Regions from separate parts of the Ovis aries genome. Here region 1 is linked to region 2. A link is a contact called in public Hi-C data. All regions are on one chromosome and are shown on one strand. The core of a region is the stretch at or near the end of the contact, and the rest is flanking DNA. Distances in the headings are between cores, read along the strand shown. Region 1 holds the start of NUP54 (nucleoporin 54). Region 2 holds the start of SDAD1 (SDA1 domain containing 1).

The links. Hi-C and Micro-C count contacts between places; a contact is called where the count stands out from the background.
Region 1: a contact with region 2 is called in a Hi-C map of tail adipose tissue, with 2.4 times the contacts expected there. The contact joins the promoter of NUP54 here to the promoter of SDAD1 in region 2. A contact is called at or near these places in 2 of 16 Hi-C or Micro-C datasets (blood and tail adipose tissue).

Annotation. Positions count from the first base shown.
Region 1 is chr6:91,783,475-91,789,463 of ARS-UI_Ramb_v3.0, reverse strand. NUP54 (nucleoporin 54) reads left to right here and starts at 4,039. Exons shown (of 12, transcript XM_004009926.6): 1 at 4,039-4,135. The coding sequence starts at 4,069.
Region 2 is chr6:91,592,236-91,597,955 of ARS-UI_Ramb_v3.0, reverse strand. SDAD1 (SDA1 domain containing 1) reads left to right here and starts at 1,677. Exons shown (of 22, transcript XM_004009922.6): 1 at 1,677-1,861. The coding sequence starts at 1,772.

The sequences.
Region 1 (5,989 bases), core at 2,790-5,289, 190 kb before region 2:
GTGGTGGACAGTTAGAGGCAGCCTGACAAGCCTCACTTCAGGTAGGTCCAATGCTGTGCTTTTTTGCCTCAAGTCTTTCTCCAGAGCCCCGGAAGCCCCTCAGGAGCATGGGGGTTAATACTCCCAATTACTCATGCTCTGGGGCTTCCCAGGTGGCTCAGTGGTAAAGAATCCGCCTGCCAATGCAGGAGATGGAAGAGATCTTGATCCCAGGGTTTGATCCCTGGATTGGGAAGATACCCTGGAGAAGGAAATGGCAACCCCCTCCAGTATTCTTGCCTGGAGAATCCCATAGACAGAGGAGCCCGATGAGCTATAGTCCTTGGCATCGCAAAGAGCTGGACAGGATTTAGTGACTAAACAGCAACAACTGATGCTCAACCAGAGTGGGCAGGAGTCAACTGCTAAGGGCGCCAGGTCTCAGAGGGCCAGTTCTCAGGCTCACTCTACTCGGTCGCTCAGCTAGGGTTGCCCGGACCAGAAACTGCTCCTGTTATAATTCCTTCATCCCCAGCCTGACTCTCCTTACCCCCGCACAGCTGCCTCCAACCAAATAATCTGCCGTTTTAACCCCCCTATTCAGGTCTGTTTCCAGGTGAACATAAAGTGAAATGCAGACAAATCCACCCAGAGGGTGCAGCAAGATCAGAGAGCTGCTGAAGAACTACTAGACTTTTGTATCTGCAGACAGTTGGACTGAAGTTATTAGGCCCAAAGTTTAGATTCTCTTTAAAACCTTTACCACGCCAATAATAGTGCAACTTACTTCTGAAGTCAGAGCCAATCCAGATCAATCATATTTAGCTCAGTGTTACAAACATCCTTATATTATTAAGGGTACTTGAAAACCTCAGTGTATGTGCTTCCTAGGGACCCCCAAAGCTGATTTCAACTGGCTTAAGTCATAGGAGAAGTTGTGGGATCATAAATGTAAACTTTCAATGAAGTTTCAAGATGTTCTGGGAACCTGACTTGAAGCTGAGGGAAGGCTTGACTAAGGAAGGAAGCAACATTTGACTGAGACTGAAGAACAGGCAAAGCGAAGCATTGCAGACAAAGGTAACTGGACGTGCAGGAGCAAGAAGGAACATGTTACATGTGACTGAGATAATATTTGTCTAGAATTCAGCGGAAGAATAGTGGGAGATTAGGCTGGAAAGAAAGGCAGCCTTATTGTGCCCTGTTTAAGATTTCCTTACATATTGTATGATTCTACTTGCAAGAGGTACTTAAAATAGATTCATAGAGACAGAGTAGAAAGAGTGGTTACTGGGGGCTGAGAGAGTGGGATTATTGTGTGCCCCAGTTGGTGTCCAACTCTTTGTGACCCCACTGACTGTAGTCCAGCAGGCTGCTCTGTCCTTGAGATTGTTCAGGCAAGAAAACTGGAGTGGATTGCCGTTTTCTCCTCCAAGGGATCTTTCCAACTCAGGGCTCACACTCACAACTTGCGTTGGCAGGCGGATTCTTTACCACTAGCACCACTATTTCTAAGGCCAACAGGAGGAACTCATTAAAGGGTTGTGAACTGGGCTGTTGGCCAGTGCAGGACAGGGAGAAGAATGGGATATGTGACAGGTTTGTTTAGGAAAAACTCACTCTAGCTGCAGGGTGAATAAACTGGAAGAGCCAACCTGGATACAGGGAGGTCAGTTACGAGGCTGTTGTGTTAGGTGGTTTCTTTGGGGTCCCCACTGACGTTTAAGATGGGTTTTGTCGAGGCATCATGAACCAGCTGGCAGGTGAATTCCACAAAGCTGCAGAGCATGGGTTAAGTAATGGGTTTAATATGGAAAAAAAAATTATAGAAAAAGGAGACAAGAGATACAGGTTCCATCCCTGGCTCGGGAAGATGCCCTAGAGGAGAGCCTGGCAACCCACTCCAGTATTCTTGCTTGGAGAATCCCATAGACAGAGGAGCCTGGCGTGCTACAGTCCATGGGGTTGCACGGAGTCCCTGTATCCAGCTTGTGCTCACATCCAGTAAGTAAAGCAAGGAGCTCATTTTTTTTTTTTTTCCTTATCTTCCTCCCAAGTTCCAATGTCATCACAGTGTAGCTGGCTGTACAAGCCAGGAACCAGGGACTCCTGCTAGACTCCTGCTTGCCTGCCTCTCCACACCCACCAGTCATTAAGCCCACCTGCTCATCAGTCTCCATTCCTGTTGTCTTCATCCATATACCAGTGTTCTCACTGAGACTCTTGGAATGACCACTTTTAGAATTACTTAATTACTCGCTTACATTTTCGAAACACGTAATAGGTTTTATTTTTTTTAGTTTTTTATTTTTTAAATTTTAATATCTTTAATTCTTACATGCGTTCCCAAACATGAACCCTGCCCTGGGTCATCCCCATGCACCAGCCCCAAGCATGCTGCATCCTGCGTCAGACATAGACTGGCGATTCAATTCTTACATGATAGTATACATGTTAGAATGTCATTCTCCCAAATCATCCCACCCTCTCCCTCTCCCTCTGAGTCCAAAGGTCCGTTATACACATCTGTGTCTCTTTCCCTGTCTTGCATACAGGGTCGTCATTGCCATCTTCCTAAATTCCATATATATGTGTTAGTATACTGTATTGGTGTTTTTCTTTCTGGCTTACTTCACTCTGTATAATCGGCTCCAGTTTCATCCATCTCATCACTGCAAAGTTTTCCTCCACCCCATCTCCTTGCCACCCAGTTCATCTTCTCAGAAAAGTTATTCATTTTTAAAAATGTATCTTTCCAGGTATATTTTATACAAATATGTGTAATTACATAGTCTAGCTCTCTTTTTTCCCCACTGAAATTGTAGCATACCATATTCAAGGTCTTGTGTTTATGTAATTCAATCTCTGAGATCTTTCTTTTCAGTACACAGAGCTTTACTGTTTCTATTGCATCACTGAATAGTATTCCTTTGTATGAATGCAACTATTTGGGCAAAACACTGTTTCCAATAATTTGTTATTATAAACAGTGTTGTAACAGATAACCTTGTATTCCATTAATTTTGCCAAATAATTTACAAGATAAATTCCTGGAAGTAGCATTGCTAGGTCCAAAGACAATTTTAATAGACATATGGCTTTTTTGTTGGTTTTATTTGTATTAAAGTTACAAAAGCACATAGATTTAAGAATCACATAATTCTACAAAGTCTCCACCAAGAATTCTTTTCTCCCTCTACTGTCTTTTTCTAATTTAAATTTATTTTTAATTGGAGGATAACTGCTTTACAATGTTGTGGTTTCTGCCATAGATCAACATGAATCAATCATAAGTACCGCTATGTTCCCTCCCTCTTGAACTTTCCTCCCACCCTACCTACCAAGAATTCTACAAAAAAAAAAAAAAAAAAACAACCCCAAACCTAAATTCTCAGAGGCACTTCTCTCTTTTTCTCCCCGCGCTCCATCACTCCCCTCCCCCATTACCCCATAACTTTAAGTGATTTGGTTCTTGGTGAATGTTCCACTGACTCTCCAAGGGCGTCCTGGGTAGCTCAAATGGTAAAGAATCTGCCTGCAATGCCGAAGACGTGGGCCCGATCCCTGGGTCGGGAATCCCCTGGAGAAGGGTATGGCAACCCACTCCAGTATTCTTGCCTGGAGAATTCCACGGGCTGAGCCTAGCGGGCTACAGTCCATGGGGTCGCAGAGTCGGATGCGACTTTCACATTGACTTTCCACTAAGGAGAAGGAGGATTTAGCTTTCTTCCCTACCCTGTCTTCATTAGACACTGGCATTCAGCCTGCTTGCACATCTTTCCCCAGGGGGCCTCCCTAAAGCCGTTTTAAAAGGCTCTCGGGCGGCAGGTCACAGCAAGCTTCCCGGCATCTCACCTAGGCTGTGAAGCTCCACGCAGGGTGAAGCCACAAGGCCCCCGGAAGCTAGCCGGGCCGGGGGCGTTCCCTCTCCATCCTCCACCCACTACGCCTTTCCAGCGTTCCGGCCTCTACGGCTAGGCCAGAAAAGAGGCGGAACTCCCTGATCTGGAGGCGGTTTCCTCGCCGGATTGAAAAGCGGAGTGCACCAAGTGTCGCGGGAGCAGCACCTTGGTCCCCTGCTCCCGCGACATGGCCTTCAACTTTGGTACTCCGTCTGGCACTTCAGGTACCGCTGCAGCCACCGCGGCTCCCGCGGGTGAGTGACTGCCCCGGACTTCTCCCGGCGAGGAGGGGAGGTCTTCGGTCCGGCCCTTCCGTCCGAGAGACTCTTCGGTTTGGGAATCCTGGGGTCTCTTGCCCGCGCGGAGACTTTGGGGGCTTCGGAAAAGGGCGGGCGGCAGCCGAGCGGGCGACGGCGGCTCCTGAGGAGGCCGCGGGAGGAATGGGGGCCCAACCCCGTGCTCGCGCGCGCGGGTGGGGCCCCGCAGGCCCCTCTCCTCCTAGGGTTCGTTTCCCGCCATCCGGTAGTCGGGCTCAGAGAGACCCGAGGCGGCTTCTCTCACTCTTTGCCAGAGACCCGTCCTCCCTCCCCTCCCCGCCGCAGCCTCCGGGACTTGCGCGAACTCGTCGCGGGTTTCCCGCTGCTGGGTTCGGCGAGGATCCGGCTGGGGAGCGTGAAGCGCTGCCCTGCGGCTCCCTCGGCCCTGGCCCTTTAGCTCCTCGCTGCGGGACTGCAGGCTCCTGCCCCTTCCTCCTATCCCCGCCTCCTCGGCTCTCTTAACTCAGGTTGGAGCAAAGTCAGGGTTTGTCTTTGTTCACTTCTGTGAAACCTCCTGCAGACTCTTCTAATCCTTATCTTGCTTTCTTTTTCTTCTTTTTTCTTCCCTCTCTCTCCCTTTAAAATTGTTTGTTTCTTTGCCTGCACGCCTATCAGGATTTGGTGGGCTTGAGACTGCCAACTCCACCGCCAGTGGGTTTAATTTTGGGGGTTTCGGATTAACTGCTAATCCTGCAGTGAACTTTAATATTGGGAATTTCGGTGTTTCTACCACCTCGGCGACTCCGTTCAATTTTGGTAACAGTCTGGCAAGTGCAGGTAGATATGCGGGTCGTCTGTGTAACGAATGTTGGGAGCTGGAGTCCAAGAATATTTTATGGTTCCAGAGTTTGAGAAAGAACAGCGACTTGTCTAATAAGGAAAGGAAAATCATTTCCTAACGTCGAATAAAAAACATTTGTATTAAGTTTTGACTCGTGAAAGATTTGGTTTGGGGAAGTCTTGCAAGTTATTATATAATATTCCTTTGTTAAATTTGCATTTAATTGAGTAGAATGTACCTTCCGAGTGATATGAAATTGGAGTGGATTTTTATTTTGAGTGGGATACGTCTTCCAAATTATTAAATCTCTCTTTTCAAAATATAAGTTCAACAGTCAGGCCCGTTTTCCTGGAATTCTTGGACTCCTGCAGTCATTTTTTTCCCATTTTTCCTGCATCTTTCATTGGAATTTCATTTGTCTTTGTGTTTCCTGAGAGAAACAAATCTTATACGAACAGCAGCAACCTGTCTTGTTTTTTAATCTGTATAATAATAATAATAATAATGTCTTTCTTTAATAAACTAAGCAGATTAGGATACATTTCTGTAAGGTAATGTAGTTATAGTAACAATCCCCAGTTCTTTACTGGATTTTTTGAGAAATGACCACAGCAGTTTATTTTCAGATAGCGCTGACTTCTAAAATGTAGGCTAGACATCTTTGCACTAAGAAAGATAATTTTGAAGATTTTGTATCTATATGGATCATTTGAAGCTCATTGAAACTTCTGCAAAACACAAACTATGTGTGTCTATATATATGAAAAAATTTTAAGTGGGTCTCTGTACCTTGCATACAATGACTCTATAGAAAAGTCTTATTCTTCAGCTGCTCGTATATGAATTTATTCTTCATATTCTCTAACATATGCCACTTATGCCCATGCCAATTATATGCATTTGGTAATCATGATTTATTCCCTAAGACCTATTTGGAGTCTGGCATTTTGTGCAGTCACTTGTTACTGCAATGTGAATATGACCTTGGCATTTGATTTGAAAACATTTTG
Region 2 (5,720 bases), core at 428-2,927:
GGAGAACAGTACTTACAAAGGTTATAACAAGAGTGGTGTTTTAAATACAAATTCATTTTAAACCAGTCAACATGACTATATTTTATCTACTGTTTTCCTGAGTCATGTTGAGTGCTTGCTTCAGCCGTGTCAGACTCTGCAACCTTGTGGACTGTAGCCTTCTAGGCTCCTCTGTCCATGAGATTCTCCAGGCAAGAATACTGGAGGGTTGCCATTTTCTTCTCCAGGGGATCTTCTTGACCCAGGGATCCAACCTGAATCTCCTGTGTCTCCTGCATTGGCAGGCAAATTATTTACCACTGTGCCACCTGGGTTGAAACAGAAACAACACAAGAACAGGTATTTTAAATTATACAGGAAAACTAATTTATGCTCCTCATTGATCTTTTTCACCCTCTGTAAAATAGGATACTGCTAGGAGAAGGCAATGGCACCCCACTCCAGTACTCTTGCCTGGAAAATCCCATGGACGGAGGAGCCTGGTAGGCTGCAGGCCATGGGGTCGCTAAGTCGGACACGACTGAGCGACTTCACTTTCACTTTTCACTTTCATGCATTGGAGAAGGAAATGGCAACCCACTCCAGTGTTCTTGCCTGGAGGATCCCAGGAACAGAGGAGCCTGGTGGGCTGCCGTCCATGGGGTCGCACAGAGTCGGACACGACTGAAGCGACTTAGCAGCAGCAGCTACTCCCCAGGGGCTTCCCAGGGGGCTCCAGTGGTAAAGAATCTGCCTGCCAATACACGAGATGCAGGTAATGCGGGTTAGATCCCAGGGTAGAGAAAAGCCCTGGGTGGAAAAGAGCCCTGGAGAAGGAAATGGCAACCCATTCCAGTATTCTTGCCTGGAAAATCCCATGGACAGAGGAGCCTGACGGGCTACGGTTCATAGGGTCGCAGAGTCGGACACGACTGAAGCGACTTAGCTCGCATTCACCCATCTACGCCCCATCGACACTTCGCTTCTAACTTTCAGTTCAGTTCAGTTCAGTAGCTCAGTCTTGTCCGACTCTTTGCGACCCCATGGACTGCAGCACGCCAGGCTTCCCTATCCATCACCAATTCCCAGAGTTTACTCAAACTCATGTCCATCGAGTGGGTAAAGCCATCCAACCATCTCATCCTCTGTCGTCCCCTTCTCCCGCTTTCAGTCTTTCCCAGCATCAGGATCTTTTCCAATGAGTCCCTTCGCACCAGGTGGCCAAAGTATTGGAGTTTCAGCTTCAGCATCAGTCCTTCCAATGAATATTCAGGGCTGATTTCCTTTAGGATGGACTGGTTTGATCTCCTTTCAGTCCAAGGGACTCTCAAGAGTCTTCTCCAACAGCTTTGTTGAAAAGCATCAATTTTTCGGCTCTCAGCTTTCTTTAAAACTTTAGGCTGTGAAGGTTTGTTTTGGCAACTTAATTTTCATTTGTCTGTTTCATGAGATAATGTCGGGATAGTGAAATAGACTATTGTGTGTGTGGTGGGGGGAGTCTTCGCATTTCAGATTATTTCAACAACGCTAGGTAGCAGCAGTTGGCCGAGGGAGCGGGGGCGGGGTGGGGGGGCGGGGATCAGTAAACCGCGAGAGTAAGTTTGACACTTTGAGGTTCCCGTAGTTAAGCTCGCTTTAAGAACCAAGATGGCGCCGCCCGCCGAGCTACCCATGTGCTGTTTCCGGTCATACACGGAAGCACGACTCCGAACCGCCGCTTGAGACGGTTGGAAGTTGCCGGCGTTCTGGGTTTTCTTGAAACTGCTCGTCGCGGAGCCAGTCAGCAGCCAACATGTCTAGCAGAAACAATAACAAGCTGCCCAGCAACCTTCCGCAGTTACAGAATCTGATCAAGCGGGACCCGCCGGCCTACGTGGAGGAGGTAGGAACGCGGCGCGGTGACGCTGGAAACCTGGGTTGAGACGCTGGCTATAACGAGGCGTAGGATGTAGCTGGGATTCTGGCTCGCCGCGTGTTCGTCTCTTAAGTTAGGGGTTCCCCGCGAGGAGAAAAGAGGTTAAGGGAGAGACATGGCTCAGGGTTCTTTTCCCACCTCTTGAAATCTGCTGCCTGTTGGGATTTTCTGCTTGCTCGGTAGACCCCGCTGCCACGGAAACACCTTTTTTAAAACCTCATTTCTCATTTTACCTTATCTCCGGACCTTATTGAGGTGGAGAGACAAATGGTTCGCCCCCTAACCTCCGACTGCTAGACAACTTTCTCAAGCCTTTTGTTTTCTGAAACCCCTAAATTGAATTAGTCGTTAACACTTGATGAAAGTTTTGTTAGAATACTTTCGCTCTAAGTCTGTTTACGGGAGCCGGCGTTCTGTGCCAGGGACTCTGTTGGGAAGGGGGCGGATTCTCAATTCTACGGGAGAGACACAGGAGCTTGCTTGGTGTGGTGGTGTTAGTCGTTCAGCCGTGTCCACGCTTTGCTAACCCATGTATTCCACCATGCCAGGCTTCCCTGTCCATCATCTCCCGGAGCTTGCTCAAACTCATGTCCATTGAGTCGGTGATGCCATCCAACCATCTCATCCTGTTGTTCCCTTCTCCTGCTTTCAATCTTTCCCAGCATCAGGGTCTTTTCTAGCTTGGTATATATATTTAAAACCAGATTCAACCTCATCAGAAACTGGCAATACCTGGATGTCAGAATTTAAGTGGGGAAAAGACAAGGTTGAAAATTAGAGATTAGATCCAGACTGAGGGGCTTTGTATACTGACCTCATACAAACTGTGAACATTACGCGTGTTTTGAGCTGAGGAGTGACAAAATGAAAGTGATGATTTTGATATTAATTTGGCAAGTGCTTTCTTCAAACACCCATTTATCTGACAGACATTAAACAGGTATCTGCTGCAATTATTTGTGCAAATGGCTAACATAATTATTCATCTTTTGATTGCCCTTCTCATTTCCCCTCCTCCTCTGGATTTTCACATGGAAGTATTTGTGAACTGTTGTTGTTGTTGTTCAGTGGTTAAGTGGAATCCAACTTTGTGATGCCATGGACTGCAGCACATATAGCAGTCTCAGTGGTTTAGATCACCGGCAGAGAGAGCCTTTTGAAAGATTCAAGGAAGTGGAAATAAAGAGTTAGGAACAAATACAAGAAGTTAAGTAATGTAGGTGAGGATTTGAGATGTGTAAAGCAGCGTAAACTTTAGAGGCTTCCACAGTAGCTCAGCTGGTAAAGAATCCGCCTGCAGTGCAAGAGACCCTGGTTTGATTTCTGGGTGGAGAAGTTTCCCTGGAGAAGGGATAGGCTACCCACTCCAGTATTCTTGGGCTTCCCTGGTGGTTCGAACTGTAAAGAATCCACCTGTAATGTGGGAGACCTGGGTTTGATCTTCCCTATGTTGGGAAGATCCCCTGGAGGAGGGCATGGCAACCCACGCCAGTATTCTTACCTGGAGAATCCCCATATACAGAGGAGCCTGGTGGGTTACAGTACACGGGGTTGCAAAGAATCAGACGTGACTGAGCGACTAAGCACAGCCCAGAATAAACCATTAGACAAAGCACAGTTGAGAGTCTATACAATGCTGTATTTAAAAGCACTGGTTTCAGCACTAACTCCGTACTCTGGGCCTGCTGCTGCTAAGTCGCTTCAGTCGTGTCCGACTCTGTGCGACCCCATAAACGGCAGCCCACCAGGCTCCCCCGTCCCTGGGATTCTCCAGGCAAGAACACTGGAGTGGGTTGCCATTTCCTTCTCCAATGCATGAAAGTGAAAAGTAAAAGTGAAGTTGCTCACTTGTGTCCGACTCTTAGTGACCCCATGGATTGCAGCCTACCAGGCTCCTCCATCCATGGGATTTTCCAGGCAAGAGTACTGCAGTGGGTTGCCATTGCCTTCTCTGACTCTGGGCCTACTATTGACCAGTTGTATAACCAGAGATTTAACCACCTGAGCCTATGTGTATTTTAATGTGCAAAGAGGTAATACCTACCTCAGAGGATTACTCATCTGTTCCCTTAAGAAATTCTTATACAAATTCACACATATTGTATCTCCTGTGTGCTAGTATTTATAATTCTAAACACTCAGGGTACTGGGCTTCCCAGGTGGCTCAGTGGTAAAGAATCCACCCACCAAGCAGGAGACCCAAGAAACAGGTTTGATCCCCGGGTTGGGAATATCCCCTGGAAAAGGAAATGGCAACCCACTCCAGTATTCTTGCCTGGAAAATTCTAATTTCCAGGAGCCTGGCACACTGCAGGCCATAGGGTTGCAGAAAGTCAGATACGACTTACCAACTCAGTCACCACCACCAAGCACTCGGGATGCAATGATAAATAAGATATGAGAGCCTTCTTCTCTTGGATTTATATTCTAATGATGGAAGACATAGAGTCGTAAGAGTTATGGAGAAAGTAAAACTGGATATGAATATGTTAGGATTGGAGGCTGTTGATTTGGCTGCCATAAACAGGAAAGGCTTTACTGCTGTGATATTGAGACAGATCAAGAGCATTCTAGATAGGGAGAATAGGAAGTGTAGAAGCTCTCAGTGGAGAAGAGATAGAGAGGCAGCCGGTGTTGCTAACATGTAGTGAGCACAGACAAGGGTAGTGTAATATGACCTGGGAAATGCAGGCAGACAGAGATTGGGTCATGTGGGGCCCTTAAAAACATGGTAAAGAGTTAAGATTTTACTCTTGGTGTGTTAGGGAACCATTGAAGAGTTTTAAGCAGAGGTGTGACATGATCTGATTTATGTTATTAAAAATTTACTCTGGAGGTTATAGGTTGTAGAGCAGCAAGACTGCAAGCAGGATAACTAATGTAATAGCTGTCAGAATGGCCTACGTGAGGGTTGTTGGTACCACTGGAATTATCAACAGAAGTGGAGAGAAGTGAACAGATTGAGACTAGCTCTCATGGAAATGGAGCCTAGTAGAACTTCCAGGTGGAGTGGACATGGGGGATAAGGAAAAAGGAAGGAAGAATGATTCAGGTATTTTTATTTCTGTGTCTGAGTATTTGACAAATACTATTTGGTACCTATTGTGTACTAGGTACTGGGACTATGGTAGTAAGCTATACAGATAAAAATGCCTTTTTAATTAAGTTGTTTTCTAGTCATCTAGGGGAACAAGTGGGATAAGGATCTTGCCAGGAGCACTCTGAGTAATGGGGCCCTCTCTTCACTTGTCAGTGGCATTGTGGAGTTAAGAGAAGTAGGGTGTTGACTGAAGCACGTAGGGACTGCAGGTCTCCCTCTTTGATTCCTACTCTTGGAGAAAACTGGAGGCCTAGCAGTTTTGGAGGGAAATCAGGGGTCTTGTTTTTTGCCCAAGCTAAGTTTAAGATGTCTGTTAGACAGCTCAACTGGCAATTGGATACTTGAATTTGGAGTTCACTGAAGCAGTCAGGGGTGGTAATATAAAGAAATATTCATTCTGTTTCTAAGTGTCCCTCTCTCTCCCCTCCGCTTCCCGTCCCCATCTTCTCCATTCTCTCCCTCTCTCTATCTCACAGAAACACACATAGTTTGAAGCCGTGACCTAGGCATGAAAAGTGGGTGTAGGGCATAGAACTGACAGTTTGGGAGTTCCAGCATTGGATTATTGGTTTGTTATTAGGATTAAACGTAATTAAATGAAGTAATGAACATGATGAGTTTGGCACAAGCAAGTACTGAATAAAGGGGAGCTATTATCAGTATTATTTCTGTGTGTCTATTGCTTTTGCCTGTTAACACATCTTATCTAGAACTCCAGGGTAAAAT